Linked DNA regions of Mus musculus: regions 1, 2 and 4 are each linked to region 3. The links are chromatin contacts, called in public Hi-C and HiChIP or PLAC-seq maps. All regions are on one chromosome and are shown on one strand. Each heading gives the region's core, a stretch centred on a gene start, on an enhancer-like site or on the middle of the called end of the contact. The rest is flanking DNA. Distances are from core to core; before and after follow the strand shown.

Region 1 (3,705 bases), core at 42-2,541, 210 kb before region 3:
TGGATTCACTGCTCTGCCAGAGAACACAGTGCCATTTTCATGAATACATTCTCATCTAGTTTCCACAGCGTCCCAGACAAAGGCCTGTTTTGCAGCCACCGAAAGGTTTCTAAATGTCTACTCCACTGAGTGTTTGACTTTCCCTTTCTTACTCTGTCTCATCTTGGGCAGTGTCACAGATGACTTGTCTACACTGGCAGGCCAAGGTGTTGACGCTGCTTAGACTCATCCCAAGGCTTCTGTTAATGGTATCGTAGACAACAGCCCAGGAGTCCACTGGAGAAGTGCTCTCATTTTACTACACGGGACCCAGCTATCTTCTTTGCCTCTGGGATAGGGAGCAGAGATTCCTATTCGTAAAGTGCTCAGCCTCAGACCTGAGGGACGATGCTACCACTCCCACAGAATTCCAAAATGCACCTTAAATCTCCCAAGTTCAAAACTCAGGAGCAAATGGTAGGTCACTACAGTGGCTCAGCAGGTAGACAATTGTGTCCGAGCTGGAGAATGCTAGCCAAATCTTGGGAACCCAATGGTAGAAAGATAACTCCTGAAAGCTGTCCTTAGACCTCCACACACAGGCCATAGCACATGAGCCACACACACATGTACACACACACACACGTACACAGAGAGAGAGAGAGAGAATATAAAACTTAATGCAAACATCATATTCCTATTAAGTGTTCAATACTAAGAAATCTGCCTTGCACCAACCACACAGACCTCATGCACCACAGCAGCACAAGCATCCACCTCACCTGGGAAATGCTCTGGCCTCGTGGAAACCTGAAATCCCAACCACCCGCTGAAAGAGCCGCCTCTGAGATGTTAAGAAATGTTACTTCAAGCAGCTTAAGGACCGTTGCTTATGTCACATTCAAGCACTGTAAAAGGATTGAATTTACAGGGAGGAGGACTACGAGTTTATTTCTAGACCCGCAAACACTCGTTTTAGACAACTCCCCCATCACATAAAGAAAAGGAACTGTCTTTGCCCCAGAGAGATTATATAGATGGTGAATGTGGTTGCTTTTCCTTTGAGAGCTACACTTAACCCAAGCAGATTCTCCTTGGAGTTAGATAGACACATAATGGAGCAGCCTTGAGTGAAACGATACCAGCACTAGGACACCATGCTGACGCTGGCGATGTTAGTCCACTGGCTTAGGGGGGTTGGTATCGGAGTCAGATTAATGCAGAGTGTGAGCTGGCACAAACAGCGCTTGGATCTCTGTGGCTCAGCAGACTCCATGTAGGTTCCATACTTGCATAAAATCCGACGCCACTTGGAAGCCGGCCAGCCTGGCCCTCCTCCAAGCCATCAAGTAGTGTCTGGTGTGGCAGTGGGATTGATGTGTTCTGCAGAGGAGAAAATTGAGAACGGCCATTACTGTGAAGGGGAAGAGGCTACAAAAGAGGCGAGGGCTGATGCAGGGCTTCTACACACTCCTGGCATTTGTGAACAGATCAGCCTCACTAGGTGTGCCCTCCCTGCAACCTTGAGTGGGCTGAATCAGACCTTGTCTGCCACAGTCGGCTATCCTACCTAGAGTGGAGTCTTCTGACCTAGGTAAAGTCTATTGTCCTGTCACATCTGCAGCTTCCTGCAAGAAGCCACTACCTGCTGAGCAGCTGAGCTTGTTTTCCTGACAAAGTGGGGGATAGGTTTCCCCCCTTTAAAAATTCAGACTCAAAAATTAAAGTTGAATCTTGATCAGAGAACTTTGTCTTGGCTCGTTATTTCTCTCACTGTCCTTCCCATCTACCCCCAGCTTTCCTTTCAGGAACCCAGTAACCCGTGGCCGCTGGTGGCTACAACCAGGCTGAGTATACGGGACACTCTACGCATTAGATACCATATCACCATGACGTTCTTCAAGACAATGTAAGGTGTCTCCAGCTGCCACCACCACAGGCACCTATGGGTATATCTTCCTCTTGTGTAAGGCACACAGAGGAGGCAGAGCACCATACACTTCAGATGCTCTCTATGTTATCCTTTGTCTCTGCAGCATGATGGCAGTGGATGATATTGGGTAGTGTAATGATGTCACGTGAACTACATCTCAACAGTACCTTTCTAGGCAGGACAGCATCCCATGGTGCCTCGGGGAGGTGGCTTTTATTCCCCTGTCATTAGGAGCCCCAACTTAACTCAAGACAGAGGCAGCATGGGTGGATGAAATTGCTGGTCACATTTCAGTCATCTGGCGGTGGTGGGAGCTACAGAGATTGTAGCTGGATTAAGTACTGCATGTGAGTGGTAAGAAATCAATAACCCTGAATGTCAACTGCCCCCGGTATATATCTTTGGAACTGGACCAAGTGGGCTTCATGAGAAATGTTAAAATGATCAATTCTTGAGCCTCACACATAGCAGTTCTGATGTATTAGTCCTGGCAAGTGGCCCAGGAAATTATTTCCAGCATATTTCTTCAAGTATTCTGCAAGGGATGGAGACTTCCAGGTCTCCCAACAGTGCCATGAGGACTCCTGTAGGATAAACCTTTGTGTGCTGAGTTTATATGGTAATAGTCTACAAGTAGTGACTGTGACTGTCTGAGATGAAGACCTAGGGGTGCTTTGGGCTCAGTTTCCTAGTACTTTTTTACTTCTAACTTTCGTACAAGTTAGTAAGTGATGACAGCTACTTCATAATCAGAAAAAAAGAGTGAACAGTAAGATGTCTCTTAAAAAGACACAGAAGGACCAAGATGAAATAAAAGAACCTGGCATTCTTCCAAGTATAGGCTCAGTGAAAATAGCATAGAAAGGCTATTGGGGCATTGAGGACATTGAGAACATTGAGGAGATTTGATTATGACTCTGCTCTCTGAAAGTTATATGCTGAGAACACTCAGCATTTTGTTATTTGACTCTTACGTTTGAGATGTAAAGTTCCATTGTAATGAACCACTGAGATCCTGGTAGTATTTGATTGACAGGTCAAGTGACCTTGGAACCAGAATAACCAATTAATTCAAAAGTCAGAATAACTTCTTTTATTTTTCCCTTCAGTCCTTAAGAATTATCTTGTGGCCACGGCTTAATGGCTAGAGCAGGCATCAATATGCATAACCTCTTTACGTGTGTTTTCTTTTTTTCTTCTAGGTGCATTTTGAGCTACGGTTTCTCTTCTGTATCTGAAATTACAGCTGTAAAATCCTCAGAGATATTAAGTCTAAATGACCTTGATTCAAGACTCCCTTCACCTTCAGTTATGACTCAACTCCATGTAATCTTTTGAAAAAAAAATTTATTTCATCTTTAATTATGTGTCTATGTGCTGCTATTGTGAATCCTCCAACAAGACAGCAATGGTCGTGGGCCAGCAAAGGGTGCAGGGATAAACCACTCCAGAGACAGCTTCAGGGAACAGTGTCTGCTTTATTGTATGTGAGCAACCACTTATACAGTAGAAGCCAATCTAATGTGATTGGTTAGCACATTTCCTAGAATTGGATAGTGAGACTCTCTATGGGAAGATGCACATTAAAAGATTCATGGAGAAAGCAGACCCAACCGCAGGCCATCTACAAGTTACTCTCATGCTAACTCAGGATTCGGTGTTCTGACTGCAGGAGGTTGGTGTGTCAGAAGTACAGCACGCCAAGCAGGATGGCTGCCAGGTCATGCCTGCACTCACTCCAACAGTGTAAATAAGCAGAGTGCAGGTGTGTGACAAGTCCATAAAAGGTGTTG
Region 2 (3,590 bases), core at 77-2,576, 230 kb before region 3:
TCGAACACAGAGAAGTGAAGAATTATAGTGCTCATTCTGACTCTACGTCTACATCCTGTGGTCTTTGCCTTGAAATATATAGAGAGGATTTTGAGCCCTTTATATTTTTGCCTGCCAACCATGCAACTTTTCCTTTGTTTCTCTAGATAAATTTCAAAATTATAGAGTATCTGAGTGACTAAGTACTTCGGGCCAGTCTTCTGCACAGACTTTGTTCTAACTCTGGGCTTGCATCAGTGCCTCTCCTTTGTTCTGTCTTCAGCCTCCATAGATGGCCCTCAGAGAGAACTCCTGCATTCCGGCCACCATAGGCAGCTCCCAGCCACCCTGCACTACCACCCAGTTTCCATTTTGCCCTCTGGGTTTTACATTTATTTGTTTTCTAGATTTTTATCCTCCCCGTGGTGAGGGTGTGGAGGCTGTGGGTGCTTCATTTGCTGCCATATCCCTAGAAGCTGGACCAATGCCTGGGACAGAGCAGGTGCACGGTGCACATGCTATGAATGAATGAAGGGAATGAATGAATAAACAGATGATTTGCATCCATTTGAGAGAACAATGCTCTAACATCCTTTACAACAAAAAATTCCCCAAGAAAATGACACAAAACAGAACAAAGGCTGACCCCAATAATCCATCTGAACCCAAAAACTATTTGGATCGTGTCTATTTAAAGGGCCTGCGATTTAGAAAGGATCCATGCTGATTTTGAGATGTTTCTCCTTGCCTTAACTCTTTGGTGCAGGGAATTTGCCTGCAAGACAGTTGTCACATCCCATGTGGTTTCATTCACCATTATCTCATTGCAACCTGCTTGTTTGCTCTGCCCGGAGACAGGTCCTGTCCATGCGGCTTTGAAACAGACATAAAAGTGGATAAAGGTTGTAAAAGGCAACAGAAGCCACAAGACAATCTGTGTAAACCAGTAGGAAAAATAAACAACGCCAATTACAACAGTCATCAAAACCCATCAAAGACCACTGATTAGAGAGGTCAAAGGAAGAGTCTATGACCAGCAATGTCCCAGAGCACATCAGCAATGGTGGGAAAGAGAGCTCAGAGTTTGGAAAATGTGAGCAAGAGACACAACATGGCTGGGAGTAAATAGGGGTGTAAAAGGAAAGGCAGCTGCAACAAGCTGGAGTGCTGGGCATGATCCGGGGAGGACGTGAGAACGCTTGTAGGGACTCTGAAGTCACAGCTCCCACGAGGAGATGATATCACATTTTAGGGATGGTGGAATTTGAAACTCTTGGCTGTATGGCTCATTCCTAATTTCCATTGGGGCATCTTCGTGGAAGTAATGGCCAGCTGCAGCCAGCACTCGTGCTGGCGAGAGGGTGCTTTGGGACTCTAGGCGGTGCTAATTGAGCCTCAATTGAGGGTAGATTGTCTTCAGCTTCCGCTGAAGACAGTGTGTGGGCACTGATGAGTAGTGGAACAAGCATGAGCAGTTATGGTAAGGACACAGCATTGGGGAGGAGAGGGATGACCGCCAATCATCTGATTTTGAGAGTAATTACAAGTTCCCACTCAAAGTAACACTATAGCCTTACATTCAGGAAATAACATTTTTTTCCCATAGTGGCATGACATGTCAAGAAAGAATCCAAATAGTTCACGAGCATGAAGAACAGGCACATTTTGGATGCCCTATTACCGGGGTCACAAAAATGAATAGTATTGTTACTAAATTCCTCTTGTTAGGGTATAATTTAGGGTGAAATTGAAAGTTCCAGACTTGTGTCAAGAATCCTGTGTGTCACGTACAAGAACTTACTTTAACAGAAGAGCTTAGGAGCCTACTTGGTTCATTTAATTAAGCTCAGGCACAAACCCAATGTTTGTAGCCTTCGTCAGCCCCTTTTGTGTCAAGGACCCTGTTCTGAAAGTTTTTAAAACCTTCAGGAGGGAGAGCCTTCCTGCACAAAATGGGGAAGGCTTGTGGTTGTATAAGCTGATCACACTTTCTGTAGACAGATAACCAATATAGATTGTGATGTGACCAGCTGGCACTCCCCACCCCACCCCCTTTCCCCATCCTGCTGTTGTGCTGTGCTTTTCCCACCATGGCAGACTATCTTCTCCTGGAACTGCAAGCCGCAACAAACCTTTTCTTTCTTAAACTGTGTCTCGTCAGGCATTTGGTCACAACAGTGAGAAAACAAACTAACACAAGAACTGAATGGCATTGCTCATTGCCTCCCCCAAGCTCACAGACAGATGCTCAGATCTGTGCATCAGAAGTGCAAGAGAGAATTTCTGTTTGAGAATTTAAGGGTGATGATTAGCAAGACCTGCTCCTACCAGATCCCAGGGCATTTTTCCCTATTCCTTCCCAGTCATGGTGCTACATGTTAACGGTGTGTGTAGTGTCCTTTAAGCTCCCTTTAAGCTCCACAGGGACAGGTGAGGGCCTCCTCAGTACCACACCACTGAGCTCAATGCTTAGCATCCAAGAGTCTTGATCAATCCAGGGTCATAGAGTACAGCATCGTGCACATGGGCTTCACACTGAAGGAATGTGAAGCATCATAACAGCTGGACAATAACTCAGTAGGACATTAGACAGACATCTCAGGCTAAAATTGGAACCCCCTGAACCTCTAGGGCTAGTGAGGCAAATTAGACTGTGGTTGGAAAGGTGTCTAACGTAACGCCTGGTATGCAGGTGCCTCTGAGACTTCGGAAGCAGGACTTTGCTGCCCCGTTCTAAGGAAAGTCCATGAATGGACTACCTTTAAATACCACATGCTTCCCCCTCTGCCACAACCCTTAGCACTAAGGAATCATTAAGTCATCACTAAGTCCATCTCAGGCCTCAGGTTTTCCATAAACACCAGGGTGCAGTGTTCCCAAGGCCGCCTTCCTGGGAAGAAGATATCCAAAGTTCACGTATCAAGGACAGAACAGCAAATTACAGAATGTTGATGGTAGTACGAAACCAAGGCATCCCCAGCTCCCTGGGAAACCCAGAAATTAAGAAACAGAAGTAGGCCCATTCTCTGTTCTTCACAAAAGGCCCTTAGGGAAGGCATCTCCTCAATCTATATAAACTGTAAAGAGTCCTAAATCTCCATTCTGAGATGTACCCAAGAGCATTCTGGGAGCTGTGCTCACATTAATCAACTCACCGGTGCAGAGTTCTTTAGAGAGTGTATGTCTATTTTCATATTGTCTTTAATGCTGCAACAGCCTTGGTTAATAGTCATTCATATCAAACGCAGGTGATTAGCTGTCCTAACCACAGCTGGCTACAGAAAGTAGCTATTAAAAAACAACTTCATTGATTGCTCCAGTAATATCACAGCATCATGCGAAACTCAGCAAAGTCTCCTGTCTTTGTGGCTGGATCATTAGGTCAACATTTGCTTCGGTCTGGAGCATATGGACTCAAAAGAAGCCGTTCTGCTGTGTTTTGTAAGATGAACAGAATTTCTGATCATTTTTTATCAGCCATTGTCACAGCAAATCTTGCCATGGAGTGACACTCTATGTCCAAATATAAATGCTGTGTCCTTCCTGCCTGCAGACCTTGCACTTACCGTCCCCTGTGCCTCAAGCACATTCTTCCAGATCATTAGACAATT
Region 3 (3,653 bases), core at 267-2,766:
TAAATTTTATATTCATGTAGAAATTTGTGAGGGGGTATAAATCATTAAACTAGAAAAAGGGGCAGGAAAGAGGGAAAGGAAGATGTCAGGAAAGAGGGAAAGAAAGAGAGGGCAGGAAAATGAGTGTGGTAGGAAAGGGAAATGAAGCTACTGCTGGAGAGGCCCGGGATTTGAAGCTACTGCTGGAGGGGCCCCGGCTAGCAAAGCTGACATTAGAGATGGGGGAGGGGAAGAAGGCCGGGAGGGAAAGCCATCACTTAGTATGCTGTTTGGAACAAAAGTATATCATGTAATGTGTTGTTTATATTCAAATAAAACTGTGGCATGTTATAATAAATGAAAAGAAGTTAAGAAGTTGTCATTTAAAGAAGGCCTGCTGCAAATCACTTAATAGATAATGAATCCTGGGCTCACTCTAAACAATATGTAGTAATTGTAAACACTTTGGGAATATCTAAATTTAGGAAAGAGTTTCAGCTACTCCCCTCAACACTAAGTTTTAGATTTTCTTCAAAGGAAAACTGTTTCATTTCCAGAATGTAGAAACAATTAAAAGTCTCTTCTATTAATTACCTTCTAATTTGCAGTCTTGCGAAGTCACCATGGAGCTGCGCTGAGGCGATGGCGCCGCCTGGAGGCCAGTGGTGAAACTCTCTGACCTGAAGTCCCTGGTAGTGAGGCTAAGGGAACCATTTTCCTACAACTCATGGAAAATGCCACCCTTCTCCTTTCAACAATTCTTTCCAAGGAAGAATAACTTTCCCACCCACTTCTACTTACAAATAAAATATTAAGCTGCCTCTGTGCTTACAACTAATATCAAGGTGCCAAGGGGAAGACAGCTGGAAGTGATCTAGAAATATCACCCAACTGCCGACCTTCGAGGCCCCTTCCAAGAGACCCCAGAAACCCCATTTCCTAAGCTGTAAAACGTTGGTGCTTTGTCCCTAATCTATTTCTTAGTTGCTGTGGATGGAGTATCTTTACGTCTAAATGCCTTGTGTTCTTCTCAGAAGAGTCCAGAGGAGTTGTGCTTTGGGAAAAACAAAAACAAAAACTCGAAACCTCCCTGCCCCGTGAGTCCCACTCATGAGCCCCAAACACCTAGATCCCCAACCCCATAGTCCTCTGAGATCTCAGCCACTCCCGAGGGTCACTCCTGCCCAGGTGGGTTCCACACATGTCTCCTCATCAGTGAAGAGCAAGCTATGAGGACGGTCATATCCATCCACTCGAGACTCCTGGGTGTGGGCAGATGTCTGGAAGTGACGTGACGCCCAGACTTTCCTCTCCTTTCCAGAGCTTGGTGCATGAAATTCCCCCTAAAATAAAGTCACAGGTTAGCCAGGCGCCTTTTTTGGGTGAAGAGATCTTAGCTTGTGGGAGTAAGCGTGTCAGGTGTGAAGAACGACAGACACCTGTGAGCCCCCAGACAAGAGTGGAAACTGCAGAAAGGAAGAAAGTGCTCCAAAGCTCAGAGTCCAGCCGCTCACTGGCAGCCTGGGTAGAGAAATAGCGCCCCCCAGTGTCTCTGGTTTGCACCAACTGGGTTTCAGTTTTTGTTTGGTTTTCTCTCACGGTCCTGTGGTCTCTGTGTAGAAAAACGATTCACCCTTGTTCATATTGCAGCAGCTGACCTCAGGTACTTGTTCAAGAATTCTAAATTGCTTCCAGAAAACAGGATGAGCACACTCCAGTGTAGTGCCAGGGAAACAGTGACCCCCTCGCCCCCCCTCCCCCAAAAAAGAAAACCAGACAGAAGCCAATTTGATGCAACTCACAGCAGGGTCTTTATTCAAGCTAGCTCACCCCACACACACACCCCCAACGCACCGCTGTCACAGAGAAAGTTTTTTTGGGGAGGATCCCCGAATGTCTATAGGGCAAGACTTTATAGTAAGCAGCAAGCAGGGAGTACATGTGCAAGCATCTAATTGGAAAGCTCCTGTGGCCTTTAACATAATTGGTTGGTGCTGGGAGTCATATCATAAAGTTAACTTCTGCTCCCCTCTGCATTGGTGGTTGTTAGGCAAGGGGTGGGCTTGTAACCTGGGGGGGGGTGCAGGTTTGTTGGGGAAAAAACCTGGAGACCTCGGTCTTGTTGATGGTGTAACCTGGAAACGCTGGTCTTGTTGGAGATTAGCCTAGAGACTGGAGCTAGGCTCCGGTTTTGTTGGGTGGGGCAACTTGGAAACTAATGCTAGGTACCAGCCTGCTAGTTTACCTGAGTTCAAACTTAGGTTAGGTTCTCTAAAATGGAGTTTGAATTTAAAAGATTTGTCATTTCTCCAGTATGTCTCTCACCAGTGATTTCTCACGTGGCTTTTGGAGGTGATCAGTGGAACTTAAGAAAAGTTGAATTAAAGCATGCTAATAGTTACACACACACACACACACACACACACAAATGTCTGCCAGATGACCAGCAAGGCACAGAAGATGGGAGGCGTGCATGAAAACAAGGTATGTGTGGTCGGCTTGGCATGAGCTGTGTTTAGGCCCACTTCCCTGAGAGGTGACTGGGTGCAGATGTAAAATGGTGAGATCTTCTTCCCTGCTGTTCACATACCGAGCGAAGGCATCTCTGTGTTCCTCCCCACTCTTAGCCCCGTGGACACCCATGAAATCTCACATCCCACATGCAATCACACACAGCGATTGGTCCAGGGAGCATAGGATATGACAAGCTGACCAGCTCATTGGGAGGCATCCAGGTAAAGAAAGAAGAGATTAAAGCAGCCATGACATCTAGCTAGTGGCCTGTCACTCATGGCTGAGTCAGGTTATTCTCTTCCTGAACATAGGCACTTTCACGGAGCACAGTGACTGAGACACAGCAAGAGCATTCCACTGGCTGTGTAAGGACGGACTAAGAAAGGAGTTGGGGGGAAGAGAATAAGAGGAAGAGAGATCTCCCTACCCCCACCCTCATCCCCACCCCCGAAAAAGACCTATAAGGAGACTCTGTGGTTCCCCCAACACTGCTCTAAGCTCTGCGTTAGTCACTGTGCCCTGCAGCTATACATCCAGAGTGCCCTGGAAGAGACATAGGGAAAGGTTAATCTCCCTGACTCTTACCTTTTCAACACAGGACTCATTCAGTGTCAAAGACTGTCATGAAGCAGCTATTCCCAGTGAACCTTCTGGTTACAAATAAATGTGACCAGCACTTGGGAGGCAGAGGCAGGCAGATTTCTAAGTTCGGGGCCAGCCTGGTCTACAGAGTGAGTTCCAGGACAGCCAGGGCTACAAAGAGAGAAACCCTGTCTCAAAAAAACAAAATAAAAATATAAATAAATAAATAAAAATTAATTAATTAATTAAAAAACCAAATAAGTGTACCAAACAAACAAACAAAAAAAAATGTGGCTGTACTACCAGATTCCAGGCTGCTGCAGTGGGGATGGTGTACAGAGGATAGTCCTCTGCTTTCATCCTGGCTGCCTCCAAACTTCCTCCACAACACCCCAAGCCATGATGTAATCATCCCAGGCAGTAGTCGCCGTGAGCTGCCTCCATCACCGGGCAGAGATTCCATAGTACTCTTGCCCTGGCATGCACCTGACCATGCCATCTGGTGAACTTGATGTATTGACACTGCCACCCCAATGTTACTGAGTCACAATCAGCTAAGCTTCTCTCCTCATCAGTTC
Region 4 (3,648 bases), core at 137-2,636, 250 kb before region 3:
TGTCCTTCTCCCCAAGCAACAAGGGCTCATGTAAAGTTGATTCCTCTCCTGAAGACAGCTGACCATCAGTAGCCACCTAATGAGCGGAGACACAACAGTGGTGCCCAGCCTTCCTAATGCCGCCACCCCTCGATGTAGTTCCTCATGTGGTTGGTGACCTCCAACCACAACATTATTTGTCTTACTGCTTCATAACTGTAAATTTGCTACTGTTATGAACTGTAACGTAAATATCTGATATGCAGATGGTTTTAGGCATCCCCTATAAAGGGGACATTCAACCTCACCACCTCCACAAAGGGTTGTGACCCACAGGCTGAGAATCATTGAATTAAAACAAGCCATATAGTGCGTTGCTCAAAAAGAAAACAGAAAATAAGAAATAAGTAATTATACACACATACAAACACCACACACACAAAAATCAAACAAAATCTATAGTCATATAATAAATGTGAATCCTGTTTCCTATTTGTGGTAGTGAATTTGAATTGTTAATTTGATTAGAGTAAGAAACACACAGGGAATTAATAAAATGCCATTCTGGATGTGCCTACGGAAGTGGGCTAGAGAGGGGTAAGTAGGCAGGAAGACGCACTCTTGAGTGTACATAGCAATATCTCATGATCTGGGTTCCTAAACTACACCAAAAGGGCTTAAAAAGAAGAAAGTCAGCTTTGCCAGGTCCTGACGGAGCCTTGACCAAGTCTTCCAAAGCAGCGAGTCTTCCCCACCAGGCACCTCTGTGCTGTAACCTGATATCTGTTTATAGTAATGAGAAAAGAAATATGTAATATTCAAAAGATGTGCAATATGCTAGTTGGAGAAGTAAAAACACCTTAGGATTCAAACCAAATTATTATTTTTAGTTCAAGATTTATGGATAAAAGAAATGAGAAAAAAATATAATTTTGGAAGAATACTTGTTGCTTAAAATGTAACTATAAAATATTAGTCAGTAGAATGAATTAAGATCCTGATAGAGATGTGTAAAATATGTAAAACTTGGTGATGAAAGTTTGTGTAAGATATAAAACATTTTTAAAGATGAGGCATGGAAGTATATTTCTCCATAAAATAACATAAAAACTATTCTATTTAGTTCATTTTTCTATTTTGAAATGTTGATCTGTTCTTTGTGGCTATCACTGTGAAAGTCAGATCACCCCTCCCTGAACACAAAAGCCATCTTTATCTTTTGCTCTCTGAATTAATTAGTGCTAAAAAGCCAAAAGGAAGAAGCCAGGAGATGGAAATAATGTCAGACAAATAGACAAACAACTGTATTTCTGATCCTTGGTTCCCATGAGTGTAGGGTGCCTCTTGCTTTATTCAACTTACTGCCTGTGTGAAATGTGTAATAAATTCTATTGGACGTCATTTGAGCTCCGTACGTATGAAATGCCAAATTTTTGCCAGGAGATGATTCACTAAATGAGAGTCATGGGGAAAGCACCTCTAAGTTTCTAAAAAAACAAGCGAGAAAGGTCTGTGATTTAATGACTCAGAAAAATTGATTTTTCAAGCAGCAATATATCAAAGTCCTGGTGTGAACCCTTTGTCTAATTTTAAACTTTCTTTCCACGGATGAATCAGTAAAGATGGCTGGCTATCAGATCGCAGATCTTGTCCTTCTACGTAAATGACGTGTTTGCTTTCTTACAGGCTACTGTGCAAAAATGAAATAACAAAGAATGAAGCTCGTTACTAAGTCCTCTGCACTGTGACCATGGCATTCTACGGAGGCACACAGGGCTTTAACCACCAACAATTTTGGTTTTTGTCTTCTGCATAGCTTTTACTTTTTTTTTAATACATGTAAACACACAATTGGGGTTTTTGTCAAATATATGAGTGTGTTTAATAATTCAAAATTTTTGATAGTCTTTATTTTACATTTTCCAAATAACTTTTTATTAAAGTATAGTTAAAACATTTCTCCCTCCTTCTCTTCCCTCCTTTCCCTCTTGTACCTCCCAGATTCACAGCATTCTCTTCTTTAAACATTGTTGTTACAGATACATATAAAAGAATATATACTATACAACCTCCTGTGTCCAGGCAGTGTTGCCTGCCTGTGCATATTTTTAGTGCTGACCGTATGGTCTGGAAAACAGACCAGGGGTCTCCTCCCTGGGAAGACTGTTTCCCCTCTCTCTGCAGTTGTTAATTGTTTCAGCTCTTAGTCTAGTGGGTGGGTCCTGTGAGGTTTCTCCCATTTATATTGGGATGTTAACTATTGTTGCAATTGCTAAAATAGATGTTTATGAAACAGAAAAAGAGTCGAGAGGTAAAAAGAAATGCAGCTGAAATGCAGTGGTGCTGTCCTAATTACCTAAATACAAGGACTACTTTGTATCACCTCCGAACACCTGCTGGAGACATCCATAGAGTAAAAAAATAAAATAAAATAAAATCCTGAACAAAATGTTACGGTTGGGCAGTGGTGACACATGCCTTTAATTCTAACACTTGGGAGGTAGAGCCAGGTGGATTTCTGAGTTTGAGGCCAGCCTAGTCTACAGAGTGAGTTCCAGGACAGCCAAGGCTACACAGAGAAACCCTGTCTCAAAAAACAAAACAAACAAACAAAAAAAAAAACAAAAAACAAAAAACAACAACAAAAAAGAACAGAATGTTACATTTTCTGACAATTTTTTTTTAAGATATGGGAGTTTATGAAAGAATACTGCTTAATACATACAGCTTGTTTTAACTGATAAGCAATGCTCACTAGAACTTTGTAGACATTTCTAAAGTTATTTAAAGTGCAGCAGTTGAAGAGTTAGCGAGAGTAGTGCATGGCGGAAAAATAACATCAATGCATTTTAAATAATAGGATGATTGAGTAAACAAAGCAGTAAACATGCACATATGGTGTGGCACCCTACATGCATATGTATGCTTGCTATTTAAGTGACACTGGTTACTGTTGACATTGGAATTGCTATCTGTGGATGCTTTTTAGCATCAATGGACTGTCCTGGCCCAGAAGAGTTGAAAGTTGGAATCCAGGAACCTACAGAATTGCTTTCCATCCAAGATTGTCATCAGGATTTTAGAGTGCAGCAATGTCCATGGGCCTTCATGGAAGAAAAGCAAAATGTTGGCAAGCTTGTTGCCATGGATATGATTTCTGCCTTTAAACCTAGTCGCTCTTCCCTTGCTCAGTGCACCAGAACAGGCTGCTCAGTATGGAAGTCACCCTGATCATAGGCACTCCCTGCTCAGTAACCAGTTTCTCACAAGCAGGGTGACCAGGCTAGACCCACACCCACAATGGTATCTAACAGGGGAACCATTTCTGTTGACCTTTGATGTTGCCTGGCCCTCTAGAGAAACACTCATTTTGGCTGTTCTGATAGAGTAATTCCTGCAGTTTCTTACATGTAATTTAAAAGTTAGTGTTCCTCGAACTACAAATAAGAGTTCTCCCAGGTCCACACTGTAACAATGTGCACAGGAATAGAATTCTGTTTCTGGAGTTAACTTACTAATTATTATGTCATTTGGAAAGCCAAAAGAGAACATGATGTTTCATGTTTTGCTCCATCAAAACCTGTAATGTTCTTCTAAGAATCTAAGCTCTGCACAGTATCATTTTTGTAATATTATAATAGAGACCATGGGATCAAGGTCAGGCTCAAA

The links. Hi-C and Micro-C count contacts between places; a contact is called where the count stands out from the background. HiChIP or PLAC-seq counts read pairs in DNA pulled down with a chosen protein or histone mark.
Region 1: an H3K27ac HiChIP or PLAC-seq map of VIP interneurons shows a contact between it and region 3, with 4 times the contacts expected there. The contact joins two enhancer-like sites. A contact is called at or near these places in 4 of 484 Hi-C or Micro-C datasets (cerebellum, myocytes and uterus), 1 of 115 datasets of contacts at active chromatin or transcription factors (VIP interneurons) and 1 of 9 other capture datasets (embryonic stem cells).
Region 2: a contact with region 3 is called in a Hi-C map of muscle stem cells, with 3 times the contacts expected there. The contact joins two enhancer-like sites. A contact is called at or near these places in 6 of 484 Hi-C or Micro-C datasets (cerebellum, muscle stem cells, nephron progenitors and 2 more).
Region 4: a Hi-C map of muscle stem cells shows a contact between it and region 3, with 3 times the contacts expected there. The contact joins two enhancer-like sites. A contact is called at or near these places in 11 of 484 Hi-C or Micro-C datasets (cerebral cortex, cortical neurons, embryonic stem cells and 6 more) and 1 of 115 datasets of contacts at active chromatin or transcription factors (embryonic stem cells).

The regions. Positions count from the first base shown.
Region 1 is chr13:69,251,235-69,254,939 of GRCm38.p6, forward strand. No RefSeq gene overlaps it. Among named protein-coding and RNA genes, the nearest start is that of Gm35444, 39 kb to the right of the region's middle. Within about 2 kb of position 1,292, at least 13 of the 459 cell types and tissues checked have an H3K27ac peak or open chromatin away from gene starts, as enhancers often do. A contact at or near this core is called in VIP interneurons, where this site is marked.
Region 2 is chr13:69,229,380-69,232,969 of GRCm38.p6, forward strand. No RefSeq gene overlaps it. Among named protein-coding and RNA genes, the nearest start is that of Gm35444, 61 kb to the right of the region's middle. Within about 2 kb of position 1,327, at least 2 of the 459 cell types and tissues checked have an H3K27ac peak or open chromatin away from gene starts, as enhancers often do. A contact at or near this core is called in muscle stem cells, where this site is marked.
Region 3 is chr13:69,459,620-69,463,272 of GRCm38.p6, forward strand. No RefSeq gene overlaps it. Among named protein-coding and RNA genes, the nearest start is that of Gm35514, 66 kb to the left of the region's middle. Within about 2 kb of position 1,517, at least 9 of the 459 cell types and tissues checked have an H3K27ac peak or open chromatin away from gene starts, as enhancers often do. A contact at or near this core is called in VIP interneurons and muscle stem cells, where this site is marked.
Region 4 is chr13:69,208,590-69,212,237 of GRCm38.p6, forward strand. No RefSeq gene overlaps it. Among named protein-coding and RNA genes, the nearest start is that of Gm26844, 69 kb to the left of the region's middle. Within about 2 kb of position 1,387, at least 1 of the 459 cell types and tissues checked has an H3K27ac peak or open chromatin away from gene starts, as enhancers often do. A contact at or near this core is called in muscle stem cells, where this site is marked.